3 separate regions of the Pan troglodytes genome follow, and all the other regions are linked to region 2. The links are chromatin contacts, called in public Hi-C and HiChIP or PLAC-seq maps. All regions are on one chromosome and are shown on one strand. The core of a region is the stretch at or near the end of the contact, and the rest is flanking DNA. Distances in the headings are between cores, read along the strand shown.

Region 1 (3,995 bases), core at 961-3,460, 380 kb before region 2:
TGAACAGCTATAATATTAGGAATTGTAACTGAGGGCCACAGAGTTGGGGGGTGGGTGTTGTTTCCCAGAATCTGAACTCCCATCCTATGCTTGGTGAATCCACTACTGTGTGAGGAGGCCAAGTCCCATCTCTCCTTACATAAATGGAAAATAACAGATACAAGGTTGCTGTTTTTTGCTTTTTCCTGACCTTTGGTATTTAGGCCATGGTATGCGGACCTTGCCTGAGTACAGAGATCTGCATCTGGTACTGTGAATCAGAAGTTCCATTAAGTTATCTTAAAAGTAGAACCCATCTAGAATTCATTTCACTTGTGACATCTAGTGTCCAGTGGTGGTATTGGCAGTCCTGTATTCAGGCCATCCCTAAAGAATGACCTTTATTATGACATGGGGTAACCTCTAAGACTTTCCTAATGCTGTCCCCTCCCCTAGAATGCACCCCTCCTTAGCTCTGCCATCCTTCAAGGCCCTGCTTGAAGTGTCACATGCACTGGGAAGTTTTAAAGGAACATTTAGACAAAATATACCTCTCCCTTCACACAACTCCTTTAGTGTGGGGCACATACCACTTGCACAGCATTTACAGCCCTGTAAGTTCTATTTGTTTTTTAAAATCTCCTACTATATTGCGAGCATCTTCTAGGCAATAGTCGAGTTTACCACATTTCTGAATTCCTCCACTATGCCTAACACATTGCAGTCACTCAATTAATAGTTTAAAATATACATTTTTAAAATAGAATAGGAAGAAACATTAATAACATAGGGTATACCTTCTCTTGTAACAAAGGAGAAAAAATAAGTTCAGATCGATTTTAGATTACCTAATTGCAGCCAGTCATGATTGGCCTAAGCTAGAACAATCTTTTCCTGGCCCCTGAGTTAAGGAATCTTTGTTCAGTGATAGGGAAAACGGTATTTGTTTCATTTATCCAAGAACATAGGTGTGATTACAAAAGAATGAGCATCTGGTTCATTGGAGTCCCAGATAAATCTGTGAGACTACACTGTGAGCAATTTGTTGCCAATCTTAAAGCTCAGATCAACCCTTTGAGTCTGGCTTAGCTCAGGCAGAAATTGTAGTCTGCAAAAGAAACTGAGAAGAAGAGGGCAAGGAGAGTGTGGCATCCCAAGACATAAAGACTCAAATCAACGAGAGCAAGCAACTCTGTCAAATTTCACCAGAAGTGAGGACTAAATATTGACTACCGAATTTTGCAAGGTAGGAATCACTGGTAAACCTAACAAGAGCCACTTCATAGTATTGGTTGGGACCAAATCCTGGTTAAAGTGGGAAAAACAAACAAAAGAACAAAAGGTAAGAAAACGGAGATAATGGATGTAAAGATTTTTTTTCCCCAGAAATTTTGTTATAAAGAGATGAAAACAAATGCGGTGGTTGCTGATTGGTGTCAAGGAGGATTTTTTAAAAAATGAAATCGTGAAATGATTTTATGGCAATCACTGCAGCATGTTTATGAGCTGATAGGGAAGATCCAATAGAGAAGAAAAAACTGAAGATGCAAAAAAGAGCAGTTAGAGCCAAGTTCTCAAATAGGCAAGAAAAGATGGGCTCGAAAGAACGACATGATTCATGTAACAGTTACTAGGACTCATCAGTGCTCATTAAATGTTAGCTATTATTATTTCTGATCGCTTGAATTTTTGAATAGGCATCAGGTTTACAAAATATTATTATTAAAAACACATGCAAACAGCTTGGACTCTAAGTCAGACTGCATTCAATTCTAGTTCTACCACTTGGACAAGGCACTTTTTTTCTTCGGGCTTTTTCTCTGTGGAAAACGAGGAGTAATATCTGCCTCATAAGGCTGCGGGCTTAACTGAGATAATCTGTAAACTTTAGCACATGGTGGGAACTTAATATTAACGCCAGTATTACCACTGGTAGGGTGCATGAGATCGCACGATGGTGCCAAAGGTGTCTCTCCACCGCCCAGCCCAGCGACACTGTTCCCCTAGAAGGCATTGTCGTAAAAACAAAACAAAAAAAAACGAACAAACAAAACACCAAAACACGGAAACTAAAAGCAAATACTTAGAAGACATGCAGGAAACCAGCCCAAGGAAAAATTTATGTGAAGGAGCCACGTCTGCGCCTGCGCCTGCGCCAGGCCCACGGCGCGCCACTTGCACATGCGCAGTACCTGTAGGAGGGGGCGGGCGCTCCATTGGGCGTTTCTCTTAGTTTTTCCTTTACGCGCGGCTTGGGCGGACGTCTCGTGAGACGTGGGACTTCTCGCGGGAACTGCATTCAAAAAGCCCAGGCGCTTACTCGAGAGCTAGCCGAGTGAATGGGTGGTGACTGTGGAGTTGGCGTCCTCAATGTGGACGACCTGAGCTCCCATTAGGAGCCGCTGGCTGCGGCAGCAGGGGACCAGCGTGAGAGGTAGGGGCAAGGGGCCTGGTGGGAGGTGGGTGTGGAGAGCGGCAGTGGAGAGAGTCGAACAGGCCCTAAAGAAAGCTAGGGGCCGGGGTCTCGGCCGAGGCCTTTAGCTGAAACATCTCCTTCCCCGGAACCCTGGGGTCTTATACACTGGGTTCCGAGCCGGTCTTATCTTCCGTGGGACCGCCTCGCCGCCCTCAGGGATTCTGGACAAACATGGAAGGCTGGGTCGGTTGCCGGGTCCTCAAAATGATAACCGCCACTGGATCTGCGCTGTGCGGTACGGTAGCCTCTAGCCCGAACTGAGAAATGGTGCAGATGGGAGATACACACTGGGTTTCAGAGATAGCGCATAAGGAGTAATATCTCATTAATAATTTTTATAATGATTACATGTTGAAATGATAATGTTTTGAGTGTATTTGTTTAAGTATGTAAATTAATTTTTCATCTTTGTTTACTTTTTAAAACATGATGGCTCCTAGAACATTTAAAATCACGTACATGACTCCCGTTATATTTCTGCTGGACAGCACTGCCCCAGCCGTGTGTCAGATTCTACCCTAATTGCTTTTCATTCGTTATCTCATTTAATCCTTTCAGTAACCGATTAGGTGGGTGTTATTGTGCTTGTTTTTATAGATGATTAAACAAGAAATTAAATAACTTGTCCAAGTTCATGCAGCCAGTGAGTAGTGGAGGCGGGGTAAGAACTCAGGTAGTTTGATTCCCAGAGTTTCCTGTGTCCCAAATGCTTTGTGTGTGCTATATTTTTGAGAAGCAGGACAGGAAAAATGGTTGCAGCACCAGAGTTTCTAGGTAGATTCTAGTTCCCATCACACTTCGCGTCTTAACTTGCGGGTAACCCTAAGCAAGTTACCTAAAACTTTCTATGCCTCAGCTTGCATGTGTCAAATGAGGGAAATACCTTCAACCTCTTGAAGTTGTTGAGAAGATTGAATAAGAATGTGTATAAAGCACCAAGCACAATGTCTGTCACACATTAGTAGTTTTTAATCAACCACGGCTCTCTTTGTAGATTGATAGGTTAACTCTTTCTCATCCATTAGACCTCTGCTGAAAAGTTACTTCCTCTGGAAAATTTTTTTGTCCATGTTCCCTTATACGCGCTGTCCCCCAGATTAGGACAGCTCCCTCTTGTTACAGGCTCAGGTAGCATACATACATCTGTCTCTCTTGCACTTATCATACTTGTAACTTGATAGTTCAATTACTTGATTTAATGTCTTTTACTAATAGACTGTAGGATTCAAGAAGACAGGAATATTGTTTTAGGTTGCCATTGTGTTGTCAACACTAGCAGAATGTCTCACACAATAAGAATTCCAGCAAATTTTTTGAATAAACTAGAGCAAATTTTTTTGGCTTCTCTGGATATGCCTGGCTGGAATGTCTTGAGCTTAACCCTATTTTTATTTTGGTAGTTGAGATGACAGTATTTACTTAACTCAAGCTCATCAAGATAATTAGATGAGATAATATATTTGAAGCACTTAGCATGGCAAATGGTAAATCCTCAACGAATGTAAGTTATTGTGAACAGTACAACATTTAGTTGGCTGGT
Region 2 (4,162 bases), core at 1,010-3,509:
TAGGTGAGTGGGGGTTGCATGGGCAGGCAGCACCCATGCCCCTCGCCCCTATTTTGTTTGTTTCCCAAGGCAGGGCAAACTGGTAGCCTTTCCCTCAATTCACTTGGCACTGCAGGGGTCCTGGCTCTGTGTGTGTGTGTGTGTGTGTGTGTGTGTGTGTGTGTGTGTAGGTGTGTTTGCATTAGAGGTTGTTAAATAGATATGTTTAAGTTGAATGTTGTACACTAAAATTATTGGCATTGTCAATATGATGATGATGATGATGATGATGAATTTTTTAATGCAAAAGAGTGGAATGATTTGGGGAGCGCTAATCTCCTGATCACAATCACCTAGTATCCCAGCTAATTAATTTTGATCACACAATATTGGGTTTCTCTTCTTCTCTCTCACCATCACACAGTGAAGAGACCCTCACTCTTTTCCTTTGGAGCGTCCAAGTGTGCAAGACCTCCCTACGTCCCAATGGGCTGAATTAATTAAGAGGATTGATTGTCTTGGATCACTGAAGAGGGTTCTGTACAGCAAATAAGCCCTGCCACTCAAGGTGTTAAGTAGTCCCTCATCAGCCAAGTGCCTGCGATGATTGCACTTATTTTTACACGTTTGACCTAGTTTCAAACCGTGTCTCTTCATGCTGTGATTCATTAGCCACATTTTAAACCATCCCAATCGGAGCGAGGTGACACTGTCTGGTTTGTGCCAGAGTCTCGGATACAATTTCTCACTGGAATTTAATATGCAAGTCTCCCTGGAATTCTGTTTTAAGAAGCAATTTCCCATCCTGGCATGCTGCTTGGATATGGATGAGTGGCTGCCTCATTCCTAGGTAGTAAATATGTCGATTACAGAATTTCTGCCAGGGATGAAAAGAGGGGGATTCTTGCTAGCCTGGAGACTGCAAGGGATCCCTCCACCCCTCTGTTCCCCATGCAGTATTCAGGCTTTTCCAGGTTTCTGACAGGGCTGGGAGTTTGAGCTCCTACACTGTAAAGTTTGAACAACGTCAGTGTTAGGGCTGTCTAAGTTGCTAGGGCAAATGCAGTCTGCTCAACATTCCCCCACCCCTATTCCTATGTCCCCTAAAAATTTAAGACATGGTGGATATGGAAGTAAGGTCTCAAACTTGTACAGAGGGGCAGGACACAAATGCCATTTTTAAGGAAACTACTGAAAAAGAGACACACATCAGAGAAGCAAAATGTTATTCCATGATTCTATCGCTGTATGACAAAAGAGGTGGTTTTTAAAATCCAAATGACAGAAAGGAGACTTTTCTGAATATGAAGCTGCTGCTCGTTTCTCACTCCATTTCAGGTTATCAATCATTCACATTGGTGTGATTTCCCACAGATCTGATACCAAAGGGGGCTAGACACCATAGCAGAAAAGAAAGATGCTTCTAGTCAGAAGTAAAACACTGTCATTTTTCATTAACAGCCAAATGCAGGTAACTTGTCCAAACTTCAGTCACATTGCACTACAAATCGTACCAAAAGGCACGCAACCGGGTTTTTCTACGTGGTAGTGAGAACTAAGAAATTAACAAGCTGGTAAAAGTAATTTTGATTGACCAGTGAACTACAACACACCGACCAACTCCTAATGAAAAGATAATGGTTTTTTTCGTAAAACAGCCACTCTCTCTAGATGGGGACTAGAATCCCCCTCCCTTTTTATCTTTTAAAATGAAGAATGGAAGTTTCTCTAAACAAGGCTTAAGACAATTCATCCTTTTCAAGGCAATTCCAGGCAACTTGAGATCCAAGGTTTGTTTTTCTTTGCTTTTTTTCCCCCTTCAAATTCAAATCAAGCCATTTGAAATAACAAGCATTCCATATCCATGCATTTGGGGCAGCCTGCAGTTCTGACAATGGTGGATTTTCCACTACATACCACCACACACACACACATACAAGCTCCCAGTCTCACTGTTGATTTAAGCCAAAGCTTTGAAAGTAAACTATTGTCCAAGAGACGATCGCATTTTCTCTTAGAGGATCATCGATCATAAAAAATAAAACCTACCCACATCTCTTACCTTGAAGCAGTGGAATTACCTGCAGAGGATGGTCCCCCTTCCTTGCACAATGAGCCAGGCTTTGACCAGCAGCAAAATTACTCCAAAAGAAGGAATAATAAGTCCTTCATATTGTAATTTTCACTGTTTATATGCAAGAAGTGTAGTGGGTCTGCTCACGTAGGAATAAATAAAAAGCCGAACAAACTGCTCGGCAGCTACCATGTGAAAAGAAAAGACCTCTAGTGGCCACAGGCTGAATTCTTTAAGGAAGGGAGAGGAGAGATGGAGCAGAGGAAACACACGCTCCTGTGTGTGTATAGACACACACACACACATATGCAGGCACACACACATGCACATACACACACTCCTACACCCCACAAATGCTAAGGTTTCTCCTTTCTTGCATTTGGCCTGGCTGGAGGTGGAAACGAGAATAATGGTTATTTCTTGATTTAAGTGGGAGCTGGTTAAATTAGCAGTGACAGCGGTGTTCTGCCTAGTTTGAAAGGGATAATTTCACACACTCACTACCACCCCCTGGGGGCCTGAGCAGGAAAAAGAATTTGACTCTGGCTCTTCAAGGAGTTGCCACCCAGTGTAGAGGCTACAAGTTCCCATCAACAAAGCATCATCAGCCATTGTCCCTGAGAGTCCCAGCTTTGTGATCTCCGCCGGATTTGCATGTTTTCTAGTCATTTATGGTGTGCGGGTGTGGTGGTCACTTGGCAGGGAGAGCCAGCTTCCTGGGTTTGTAAGCTTCGTAGTCATGACAGGCCCCTTGCTTAGAAGGGCTCCGTGGCTGTGTCAAAATTCTGAATAGTTTTAAACAAGGGCTTTGCATTTGTACTTTGTTCTGGGACTCACTAATTACATAGCTGTTCCTGCTGACAAGGAAAGCATGCTATCCCTAACTTCCCAATTGAAAAGAACCTAGAAACAAATGAAAATCCATATCATGGGAGCTACTTTTGGGAGTGTAAACTTAAGAAACAGTTTTCCAAAAGGCTTCCTGTTTCTCTACCACTGGAACGAAATTGTAAACCTGGGAGGAAATATATACACATGTAGATATACGTACAGGCATACCTCATTTTATAATGCTTCACAGATAACTGTTTTTTACAAATTGAAGGTTTGTGGCAACCCTGCATTGAGCAAGTCTCTTGGCACCATTTTTCCAACAGCCTGTGCTCACTTCGTATCTCTGCATCACAGTTCGGAAATCCAAGCAATATTTCAGACTTTTTTCATTATTATTATACCTGTTATAGTGATCTGTGATCGGTGACCTTTGATGTTACTATTATAATTGTTTCAGCGCACCATAAACAAACTTCACTATGGCAAAGTTCACTGTTGTCTTTTTTTAAGAAATTGCCGCAGCCACTCTAGTCTTCAGCAACCACCACCCTGATCAGTCAGCAGCCATCAGCATCAAGCCCAGACCCTCCCCCAGCAAAATGATTCCTATTTACTGAAGGCTCAGATGATCATTAGAGTTTTTTAGCAATATTTTTAAATTAAGGTTTATGTTCTCAAATTAAAATTTGTATTTTTTTAAACATAATGCTATTGCATACTTAATAGACTACAATGTAGTGTTAACATAAATTTTATATGCACTGAGAAGCCAAAACATTCATGCGACTGGCTTGATTGTGATACTCACTTTATTGCGGTGGTCTGGAACCAAACCCATAATATCTTCAAGGTATGCCTGTATATATTTCATATTTGTTATTTTATTAACAAAAGAGGAATTTTTTATATAAAAAAGGCAGCAGTTTATGGTAAAAATGCTTTTTTTTTTGGTTCAAACATAATACTTCCAGCCAGGCCATCTTCCACAAGCCCGGGCTTGGCTGGACCACAGTGGAACTTCATTTGGCCAAGATGGCAGCCCCAGTGGAAACTTGCAAGAGACAGTCAAGAATGACTTCTCACCCCTGGTGGATTCGTGGCCAGTGCTTTGTTTACCAGGTTCCAGAATAGATCTCCCTGAATGCTGCTTGCAGACACAGAAAACTTACTCTGATATGGACTGATAAAATCTGGGAAAGAGGAAGCAGAAAAGGCTATGCTGATGTCTTCCGGTGCATGAAAGGGTGTGGTTCCCCCTCTGCTCAGAGGGTCTCC
Region 3 (4,042 bases), core at 1,215-3,714, 280 kb before region 2:
GTCATCTCCTTTACTTAGTCAGCTGGTTGTAGATATTAATCAGGTCTACAAAATACCTTCATAGCAATATCCAGACTGGTGTTTGACCAAACAGCTAGGCACCACAACCTAGCCAGGTTGGCATACAAAATTTAACCGTCATGGTCCCCAAGCAGGAAGGTGTGGACCATACTGGGGCCTTGCCCTGTTCCCAGAGACTCTGCACAGCCCCACTCCCTTCCTCCTATACCAGCATAGTGAGAGGCAGGGGATGGCAGCTGTGCCTTGGTCCTGGATCTGATGTGAGCCGACAGCTTATTCCCAGTGCATATGCCCACATGAGAATTAACTCGAAGGAGAATAAACTGTTCCCTTTTGAGACCTGGCCCAGGGTACTCTACTCTGATGCCAACAGCATGTCTTGTTGTTTCTTCCTTAGCTGATCCTTACTGGCAGGGGGCCTCAAGATCACTGAAGCTTTTAGATTTGAGCATGAAGTCAGGAGTTTCCTCCTGCATGCCTTTCTGATGGCAAGGGAGCTGTACTGTAGTAGCTATGTTTGTGGTCTTTGGTGTCAGGGACTGGGCTCAAAGCCCAGAGTCTCATGGGCTATGGTCATGACCTTGGGGAAGCCTCTTATCTTCTTTGTGTCTCAGTTTCCCCATCTGTCAAATGGGGATGCAATAATTGTATGTACTTCAGAGATGTGAGAGATTGAATATGGTGATGCAGGAATCACTTAGCACAGTGGATGAGACAGTGCGTTTCACCAGTTTTGGCTTTTCTAGACTCAGTTGAGCTGGGTCTGGTGGCTCATGTCTGTAATCCCAGCACTTTGGGAGGCTGATGTGGGAGGATTGCTTGAGCCCAGGAGTTTGAAATCAGCCTGGACAACATAGTGAGACCCCATCTCTTAAAAAAAAATTAGGTAGGCATGGTGGCTCATGCCTGTAGTCCCAGCTACTCAAGAGGCTGAGGTGGGAGGATTATTTGAGCCTGGGAGATTGAGGCTGCGGTGAGCTGTGATCATGCCACTGCCCTCTAGCCTGTGTGACAGAGTGAAGCCCTGTCTCAAAATAAATAAAATAAATAAATAAACAAACAGATAGTTGACTGCAGTTTCCTGACCCCTTGAAGTCAGGTGCGGCCATATGCCTTTCTTTGGCAAATGACATGCAAGCAAAAAGTGATGTGCATCTCTCTTGGGTAGATGATTTAAGAGCCAGAAGTGATTTGCCACATTCCTTTCCCTGTGGCAGAGACAGTGAGCGCACCCGTGCTGAGATAGAGCTGCCAGCCAGGGGCCCAGAGTAAGTAAGTAATCAGAGCCCCCACCCCTCTGCATTGGCCCTGTAGACTGCACCAGAAGTAAACTTCTGCTGTGTTGTAAGCACTGAGATATTGGGGTTGTTAGCACTACCTCAACCCAACTGATGGCCACACTTTAGATGTGCAGGAAATGGTAGCTGTTATGATTTTTTTCTCTTCCTTTTGTCTTCTCTCTCAGAGGTTCTGAGCAATGATGTGACCGATGGTGTCATCCGAGTCATCTGTAGCAAATGCTACTTTTGGATCTATCACCTCGGCATATGGGGAATCCTGTCTGTACAGCTGATATTCCACCTCTACCCTTCTCTTGCCTTATCATTTTGAGAGGGAAGAATTGGGATTAAACACTAGAGTTTTATCACTCATTTTCCTTTGCAAACCTTACCTTGCTTATCTGTAAAATGGATGTGAGAGCCTTGTTTCTATCTTTTCCAGACTTATTGTATGATTGGTCCATGTATAGCAAGTATTATATACATCCCTCAGAAATTACTATTACTGGGTTTTCTTGTCTACCTTTTTTCCCCCATTCAGCACATGATGGTCAATTTTTTGTTTCTTTCCCCACAGGATCTTGGAAACAAAGACCTCAACAGGGATAAAATTTACTTGATTTGTCAAATAGTCCGGGTCGGCAAGATGGATCTTAAGGATACTGGTGCAAAGAAGTGCACGCAGGGACTGAGGAGGCCCTTTGGGGTGGCAGGTAAGGGGCACACTCTGCATCATTAATTTTTATTGGAGCGCACATTTTATGTGGCTGAATTGTAATGATGATTTGTTTCCCAACTGCCTCCTGCTGCCCCCACCCCTGCAAAATTTATGCCAGACAGCCCTTAATAACTACATTTCTGGTGACTAAATCAAAATAATTGGTGACTAAGTCCAGATTTATGATGAACACAGTGAATCATGGGCTCCTCTTGTCTGGAGTAGAGCATCGGGAGACCGGGGCCGTCTGAGCAGTTGACACCTTTGCTCCCCAGCTCTGTGAAAAAGGAAAAACAATACAGGCAGGATCTAATTATGAGGAGCAAATCATTTAAAAAATACATCTAGGACAGGAAATGCAGTTACACAGAATGAGTCACCTACCACACATCTAAATTCCAGATGAAAACGGACATTTGGAGAATTGGCGTGACCTGAGGCAGAGCCCTGCATGAGGCTGCTGTACAGCAACATCAGCTCTGCATTCCTCTTAAGCTTTAGTTCTCCTGGGGTTTCTAAGGCTTCGTCATTCTTGCCCCACTTTTATGGTTTTAGTTATGTTTGACTACCACTTGTACTGTTATTTACCAAATATATTTTCTTTTAATCAACCTGCTTTACATAATGTATGTTTTTCATCAAAGGCAATTTAAATTCCTGTGAAAATGGCAATTTGATATGCCAGTTTTCTTTTTATTAAAATATAAAATTTTAAGAGTATACCGTGTATAACCCCTATGTACCATAGCTAACCTCAGTGTTTCAGGTTTCTCACTTCAAGATGCTCTGATCTGTAATCGCAGACCTGCTTACTCTCCAACTAGTCCCCTGGCACTGCTTGCAAAGTGGTGGAGTGGAGGATGTTTTACTGAGCTCACTGTTTTTTTTTTTTTTTTTAACCTGGCACTGCGGCTAGCTAGCCAGCCAGTGATCTTGGGCAAGCATTTTCCCCAGAGCCTTAGTTTTATTATGTGCAAAATGAAGGACTCATACCTGGTTAATTCATGAAATCCTCTACTGCTCTAAAATGCTCTGATTCTACTTGTGGGGGCATTTCTGACATCATGGTGTTTCTGTTAAGGCAGTGAGGATCCTTCAACCTTACTGCAAAGTGTGTCTTTGTCCTCAGCTGTAGCCTGCCCTCTCTTTTGGTGTCAGATGACAGAAATCTGATCTAAACTGGTAGAAGAAGGAAAAAAAAGGTACTTTATTGGTGTAACTGAAAAGCTTATGAATAGATCGCTTCAGGCATAGCTGGATCCAGGAACTCAAATCAGTTTGTCTCTTTCTTGCTCCTATGTCCTCATGCTGGCTTACTATGAAGAATTTGTCTCTTTCTTGCTCAGCCCTTATGTCTTCATGCTGGCTTACTAAGAAGATGGTTGTCCAGCTAGTTGGCAAATTATCAGCCAGCTGTTCCAAGCTTGCATCCTACCAACTTAGCAACCAGTGGAAAGAATGTACCTCTTTCCCATTAGTTTCAGCAGAAGCCCCAGGAGCTTTAATATAGGTCACGTCCTCATCTCCATAGTCTTTACTCTGGGCAGGGAGAGATGATTATCTGATCTACCAGGTCCTATGAATAACTTTGGAGCCAAAGGGAAATTGCCCTGCCCTAATCACAGCACTGAGGATGGATGAGGAGAGTCAGTTATAGAGAATGGATGCTCAGTTTCTCCTCCTGTCTGCTCTCTGACTCCCCTCTCTATCTAGATGCAGTCAGTGGTTGATTATTACCCAAGCAATTTTAATGGCCCCCTGCCCAGTGCCTGGAGTGTTTGACGTATTTTCTGTAACTAGGGTATGAGCTTGATTGGAGTAGCTTTTCTCAGCCCTCTCCTACACTCCCACTTCTATAATCCCCATTCTAGTGTAGGAGTTCTTTACCTTGGTTTTGGGACCTTTAGTGGCTGATTTAAGGAAAGGTTTCAGAGGATCCAGGATACCTCTGGAATCACAGGATTTGAGGATTCTTCAGTTATGTATCTGTACATATGAGTATGCTTATGAAAAGAGGGTGGAT

The links. A called contact is a pair of places that touch in the nucleus more often than the background predicts. HiChIP or PLAC-seq counts read pairs in DNA pulled down with a chosen protein or histone mark.
Region 1: an H3K4me3 HiChIP or PLAC-seq map of stem cell-derived excitatory neurons shows a contact between it and region 2, with 8 times the contacts expected there. The contact joins the promoter of SPDL1 here to the promoter of INSYN2B in region 2. A contact is called at or near these places in 1 of 7 Hi-C or Micro-C datasets (stem cell-derived neural progenitor cells) and 1 of 1 datasets of contacts at active chromatin or transcription factors (stem cell-derived excitatory neurons).
Region 3: a contact with region 2 is called in a Hi-C map of stem cell-derived neural progenitor cells, with 5 times the contacts expected there. The contact joins the enhancer-like site here to the promoter of INSYN2B in region 2. A contact is called at or near these places in 3 of 7 Hi-C or Micro-C datasets (blood, induced pluripotent stem cells and stem cell-derived neural progenitor cells), 1 of 1 datasets of contacts at active chromatin or transcription factors (stem cell-derived excitatory neurons) and 1 of 1 other capture datasets (stem cell-derived neural stem cells).

What each region holds. Positions count from the first base shown.
Region 1 is chr4:167,256,195-167,260,189 of NHGRI_mPanTro3-v2.0_pri, forward strand. It overlaps SPDL1 (spindle apparatus coiled-coil protein 1), which reads left to right and starts at 2,211. Exons shown (of 12, transcript NM_001280345.1): 1 at 2,211-2,413.
Region 2 is chr4:167,639,201-167,643,362 of NHGRI_mPanTro3-v2.0_pri, forward strand. INSYN2B (inhibitory synaptic factor family member 2B) reads right to left here and starts at 2,260. Exons shown (of 4, transcript XM_003310975.6): 1 at 2,042-2,260. The region is part of intron 27 of DOCK2 (dedicator of cytokinesis 2); the gene reads left to right.
Region 3 is chr4:167,357,052-167,361,093 of NHGRI_mPanTro3-v2.0_pri, forward strand. DOCK2 (dedicator of cytokinesis 2) reads left to right here. Exons shown (of 52, transcript XM_016954162.4): 10 at 1,879-2,014. Among named protein-coding and RNA genes, the nearest start is that of DOCK2, 59 kb to the left of the region's middle. Within about 2 kb of position 2,465, at least 2 of the 24 cell types and tissues checked have an H3K27ac peak or open chromatin away from gene starts, as enhancers often do. A contact at or near this core is called in stem cell-derived neural progenitor cells, where this site is marked.